Linked DNA regions of Mus musculus: region 1 is linked to region 2. A link is a contact called in public HiChIP or PLAC-seq data. All regions are on one chromosome and are shown on one strand. Each heading gives the region's core, a stretch centred on a gene start, on an enhancer-like site or on the middle of the called end of the contact. The rest is flanking DNA. Distances are from core to core; before and after follow the strand shown. Region 1 has its middle 48 kb from the start of 4933417E11Rik. Region 2 holds the start of Atic (5-aminoimidazole-4-carboxamide ribonucleotide formyltransferase/IMP cyclohydrolase).

Region 1 (3,002 bases), core at 281-2,780, 400 kb after region 2:
TAATATGCTAGCTCCTCACACATATACACAAATGAACATAGAAATAAACCTTAAAAAGACACATAGGAAACAAAGCAACTCCCATGAAACATTAATGAGGGGCTGGAGAGATGGCTCAGTAGTTGAGCACTGGCTGCTCTTTCAGAGAACCCAGGTTCCATTTCTAGCACTCATGTAGCAGCACACAACTCTCTGTAACTCCAGTTCCAGGACATCTGACATTCTCTTTTGGGTTTCTCAGTCACCAGGTACACATGTGGCACATAGACATTATGTGTAGGCAAGACACCCGTACACATAAATAAGGAGAAAAATTTTAAAGAAATAACAGAGATTTTGACAAATGGACTATACTTCCTAACAAGAATGTAACCAAAATGTTGCCAATAACTTCCAGGCATTTAGATTATCTAGAATTTCCAAAATAACTCTTGAGTCAAAGGCAAATTCTAGTTGGAATTTTATATGCAAAGAACAAATCAGAATGAATATTAAACTTACAGTAGTTACATCAGTAGTTACTGTAGTTTTTTTCTAGGAAAGATAGGCAGAGATCTGAAAATAAAATAAATACCAGCAGTCTTCAGAACCAGATGCTAAGTGCACCAATGCCTTTTACATTGCTTTTATATATTCATGATACTCTATAATTATTTTAGATTTAAAGATAAGTACTTATTCTGATATACCAAAATATGACTTAAACCTAAACCAATGGAGACTCTGATAAGACCTGATGGTTTTGTCTTTGTTTTCTGTGTGACAATGTAGAAAGAAAGCTTCTGTGATGTACGAAAGGCACCATGCAGTCTGGGGTCACATTGCTTCTGATCTGCACGTCTCATCTCACTAGAGGTTCCATCTAGCTGTTCGCAGCCTGCCCTGGGGGTAGGGGAAGGTCACCTTTAGATCTATCAGAAATGGTTTCTGCTGATTAGCAGAAAAAGCAGTAAAGCCATCATTTGAAAAGAACACACTGTAAAATATCATCCACATAGGCAGTCAATCCTGGGAGCAAGTGAGTATTTGTCTAAACTTGTGCTGATCTTATTTCTGAACATGTTTTAAATACTCCTGATACAACAGTAAAATCTGTGCACACATTATAGTTAAGTCACCATTTCAATATAACTTAAAATACTCATCTTAGCAAAATCCATAACTTCCCATGCTCTTACAGTCCCAAGTCGTAGGTAATCCTCAGACTCTCTTAGTTCCCACAGTTAAAACCTTGGTGAATCCTTATATCACAATTCTCTATCTTCATTATCAAATGGGAACCACATACACCCTTCTTTTGGAGGAAGCACACAAATTTCTTTCAATAGACTGTTACTTCAATGTAAGTACACACATAAACCAATTAGAATATCAAACCAAATTTCCAAATCAGAAAACTACCAAGCCAACAGAGGTTGAGTTAACAAGAGTAACATAACAATTTGTGTGCCAGTTAGAAACAGCTGGCTTCAGCCAACCGTAGTCACTAACCGTGTTGGTAGACAGAGGAAGGAAGAAGTGAACATGTGTTTCCCTGTTTCCTGCTTCTGGCCAAGCAAAACAGCTCCTCCCTCTTTGTGCCAGAGCTCCTGCTTAGTTTTATTTGTGCATCTAGCGCCCCAGGCTCCTGCCTATGTTAGTATTATCTATTCTCTGCTTCCTTCCTAGGGTTGGCTTGCTGAGCCACTCACCCCTGGGTTGCCTCCCAGCCCCTTGGTTAGGTTTTGCATCTTTTTTTTTTCCCCAATGTGCTAAATTCGTGTTACTAAAATACCTGGCACAACCACCTCTTTCCTGACTGTTTTGTGGATAATATACATAAGGGTTGAAAGAAGTGGGAAGTGACCAGTACAAACAAAATTCTTCCCTCACCCACTCATTTTAATAGCAGTTATTGTATTCCACACTGCCCTTTTTTGTGCATAAATTAAACCAAGACAATGAATCGCCCCACCCCCAAGTCTATGTCATGACTATTTCATGTAGAAGCCATCTCTGCTCTTCCACTGTTCTCTGCCTCCATACATCATCAGAAGGGATTCAACTGGATGGTGTTCATCCCTCAATGAGGATGCACTGAAATGATGAATGAGCTTGACTGTAGTCACCATGTCGGGGAGAGTGGTTGAGCAACCTAGATATTTTGTCTCCACCAGCCCCAAAGCAGTCAACTCCTAAGAGAATCCCAGACAATCATTTCCGTTGAAGGTTGAAGAGTGGGTTGAAAACAGGTTCTATTTTCCTTCCTGGAGTTCCCCTAACATTATATGATTTGTCTGCATTTTCTTTTTGGAGTTATCTCACCAGACAGACTAGGGTGTGAAAGAGAGAAAGGGTGGAGTTAAAGCAAAAGCTGACCTCTCCATGAGATGGAGCAAAGAAAGCATGTTCTGATAGGATGATCAATGCCCTCTCTGTCTTTCTAATGTCAAGATCCCTGCTTTCTCAATTTTAGTTTTCACTGTGTAAGCAACAACTACAATTTTTGCCAGTTTTCAAGAATGTAAATATTCAGAAGACTGGAAACACATGACTTCTAGGGGAAAAGAAACTAAGAATGATTGACGCTTCACATTCAAGAGAGTCAAAAACTCACAGGACATCCTTTGTTGATCTTCAAACCACCAATGAGACGTTGAAAGTAGAAAGGTCATGACTGGTGGTCTTCAGTCTCAGCGTACCATTTTCTTGTTTTATTTGTTTGAATTTTTGTTTGTTTGTTTGTTAGAGTTTCTTTGTGTAGCCCTGGCTATCCTAGAACTCGCTGTGTAGACCAGGCTGGCCTCAAACTCACAGAGATCTGCTGCCTCTTCTTCCTAAGGGCTGGGATTAAAGATATGCACCACCCACCAGCTAATGCTTACCGTTTTCATCTCAAAGACTTTCAAAAATGCTTCAGCCCAGACAGTGGTAGGTAGTGACCCTAAGGCCCTGTCCACACGAGGAAAGTACTCTACCACTGAACTGTTAACAGCCTCCCCCAACTCAGAAAAACAAAACAC
Region 2 (3,021 bases), core at 459-2,958:
AGGAGGTCATAGCTTTCCTTCTTTATGTCCGGGAGAAAGGGCTAAATATTTGCCTATGTATTATTTTTTCAATGTGGAAAATGTCTAGTGTCTAAGCGCTGTTTATTTCCTTTTATTGTTTATTGCTTTCTCTGCTTTCTAGTTCCTGTAGAAATCTAATGTGGTTGGCCAGGGAAGTCCCCTGGAAGTCCAGGAGCACCAGGCTCACACATGTAAACAAACCTTCACGCAGGCAAAACACCCATATACTTAAAATAAAATTTTAAAGATAAGATAAAGAGAAATATTTCTTGGAAACACCTTTGCCCACTGAGCCACTCACTTGTTCTTCCTGAATTTTGACTATTTCATACCCTCTTATAGTAGCTAACTAAAGGCTGATTACAATCTTATATGCGTGGAACTAATTATTCTAATATCTGTCACCTTTTGTTGTTTGTTTAACATTTTTGAGACAAGGTCTTGCTGTTTCTTTGGCAGGTATGGGACTTAAAGTGTGGACCAAACTAGCTCCAAACTTGCAATGATCTTTCTGAACCTTGTTCACCTCTGTACATTGAAAGTTGTGAACACATCCTGAAGACACTCTCATGATCCTAATATATCTTCCTTAGAAACATGAGAGGTGTTCAGAGCAAGGAGTTAACACGTTCTGAGGTCAGAAAAATGAGATAGATATTTGATCAATAGATATTTGGAGAAGGAAAAAGAGATTGGACTATTAGAGAGGAAAGACAAGAAGCAGACTAGCATCCAAATAATAGGAAAATGGACTTTGCACAGATTGGGAGACTAGACTGGAAATAAAAAGCTAAGCTTTCTATAGAATTGTACAATTTTAGGCTCCTTTATAGAATTTTTAAGTTCTTTTTTGGAATTGTATTAAAGAACATTACAAAAGAAAACATAATCAAAAAATTAATTCTAAACATTAATGTTAAAAATAGGGCTGTTAGCCGGGCAGTGGTGGCACATGCCTTTAATCCCAGCACTTGGGAGGCAGAGGCAGGCTGATTTCTGAGTTCGAAGCCAGCCTGGTTACAGAGTGAGTTCCAGGACAGCCAGGAATACATAGAGAAACCCTGTCTCGGAAAAAAAAAAAAAATAGGGCTGTGTATACAGCAAGATATGTTTATTTTGTGCCAAAGGTGTCACTTTTATTAAAAAGAAGCAGATGAGCTCAATTTTGCTATTCCTATTTTTAATAACTTAAGTCTTGAAACCTTTACTCCTGCCACCTGGGCTTGAAGGAAAAGAGCATTTTACACATGGTGATCTTGATGTAAATTCCAGGCCATTTTATAATGTGGTATGAAAAACTTCAAATGACGGTCATTTTACTTCTTTGGGGCTCTCAACTGTGGAGGCAATGACTTCATGCGTAGGTCTCCCAGACCTGTAAAAGGGAGACCATAGCAGAAGGCTTCTCTAATCCTTTCTGACATCGTCAGACAGGGTCTGTTTAGTCCTCTCGCTAGTTTCCCCCAATCAGTGCTCCAGCCGCCGCGGCCCCACCTCCCGGGACCTCAGCAGCAGCACCCCAGATGCGCGCGAACCGCGAGTCCCCACGCCCAGATCTGGGTTCGGAAAGAGGAAGCCCGCGGCTACAGATCCCAGGCTCCGGAGTTAGCAGCCGCCCCGCCCAGCGGCGCCTTCCACCCTAGGCTGCAGCTCACTGGAGGAGGGGCGGGACCTCGGGGTCACGTGGGGTCGACACGCCCTGCCCACTGCTTCCTGAACCGCGGGGTCCGGCCTGCCTGCCTACGCACGTGGCCTGTCCGTCCCTTGACTCCGCGACCCAACGCAGCATGGCTCCGTCTCAGCTTGGTGAGGCCCTCGCGATGCATCATAGGGGTCCTGCCTGCACCATCCCCGCCACCCACTCATGCCGCTGGCCGAGCTGGGGAGGCCCCGGGCCCGGCCTGCAGGCTGGGTGTCCCCAGTGCTGGGCCCTGGGCCTGCAGTTGCATGAGTCCCCTTCCCAGGAGTCCTCCCCGGGAGATCTCGGTGCCAGAAGCCGCGAGTAATGAGAACTGCCTTCTCTTTCAGCCCTGTTCAGTGTGTCTGACAAAACTGGCCTCGTGGAATTTGCCAGAAGTCTCGCGTCTCTTGGTTTGAGTCTGGTCGCTTCCGGAGGCACGGCAAAAGCGATCAGGGATGCTGGCCTGGCAGTCAGGTAAGGCAGTAGGTAGCGTTAAAGGGAGAAAAACGTTGTGACCATATTCACCAGAAAGCCATGCAAAAAACTGACAAAACACAGGGAGAAGTTAGGTTAGAACTAGGGAGCCTTGAGTTTTAGAGTCCTAGCACCCAGCCACTGTTTGCAAACAAATTAACTTCGGAGGGCCATGTGTTATGCAGAATAAACACGAATGTTCAGGTTCCATGGCCTGGCTTTGACTGGTTGCACAGTTAGACTGTAACATCTTTGAAGATCTGTATCTCCCTCTTCATAGCCTCACCCATCAGAAAGTACCAGTGGCTCGATCACACTCATCTCCTGACTAACAGTGGGAAGGGTTTGACAAGAGATGTCAGGAGATGACCCTGAAGGTCTGGAAGGTAGAAAAGGAAAAAGACCTTAGTTCCCTGGCTGTTTTCATTGCCATTATAACTCTTGGTTTGTGGAGAATCCCTATAGAGGTAAATTATTCACCTCTTCATAACTCTTGTTTGTGTAAGCAGTACATAACCCCTGTACATTTGACAGCTTCAGACAGCAAGAATGCCTTTACTTAGTAAATGTCTTCAGTGGATTCTCTTGTGACTTATGGGAGTCCGGAGCATCAGGGACAGCAGACAAGTAGGCTCCTGTGAGGTGCAGTTGAGTTACTGTGGAGCTGGTATGGGTAGGCCATTGTTGCTGTGGCATTTACGATGAAGTACGAGGAGTTCTTGCATTGTCTATCGCCTAGTTTAAATGTTTCTCAGATGGTCATTCATATTTCCACGCCACTGCCCAGTATTTGCTTGCCCCGTTACGCCTTCTCGTATTCTTTTGGTGGTATGGAAGACTGACCC

What was found. HiChIP or PLAC-seq counts read pairs in DNA pulled down with a chosen protein or histone mark.
Region 1: an H3K4me3 HiChIP or PLAC-seq map of bone marrow-derived macrophages shows a contact between it and region 2, with 4 times the contacts expected there. The contact joins the enhancer-like site here to the promoter of Atic in region 2. A contact is called at or near these places in 4 of 39 promoter capture datasets (the 3T3-L1 cell line, the C10 cell line and pre-B cells), 1 of 484 Hi-C or Micro-C datasets (bone marrow-derived macrophages), 6 of 115 datasets of contacts at active chromatin or transcription factors (bone marrow-derived macrophages, embryonic forebrain, embryonic stem cells and 2 more) and 1 of 9 other capture datasets (adipose tissue).

Annotation. Positions count from the first base shown.
Region 1 is chr1:71,955,596-71,958,597 of GRCm38.p6, forward strand. No RefSeq gene overlaps it. Among named protein-coding and RNA genes, the nearest start is that of 4933417E11Rik, 48 kb to the right of the region's middle. Within about 2 kb of position 1,531, at least 17 of the 459 cell types and tissues checked have an H3K27ac peak or open chromatin away from gene starts, as enhancers often do. A contact at or near this core is called in adipose tissue and bone marrow-derived macrophages, where this site is marked.
Region 2 is chr1:71,555,448-71,558,468 of GRCm38.p6, forward strand. Atic (5-aminoimidazole-4-carboxamide ribonucleotide formyltransferase/IMP cyclohydrolase) reads left to right here and starts at 1,709. Exons shown (of 16, transcript NM_026195.3): 1 at 1,709-1,827; 2 at 2,050-2,176. The coding sequence starts at 1,809.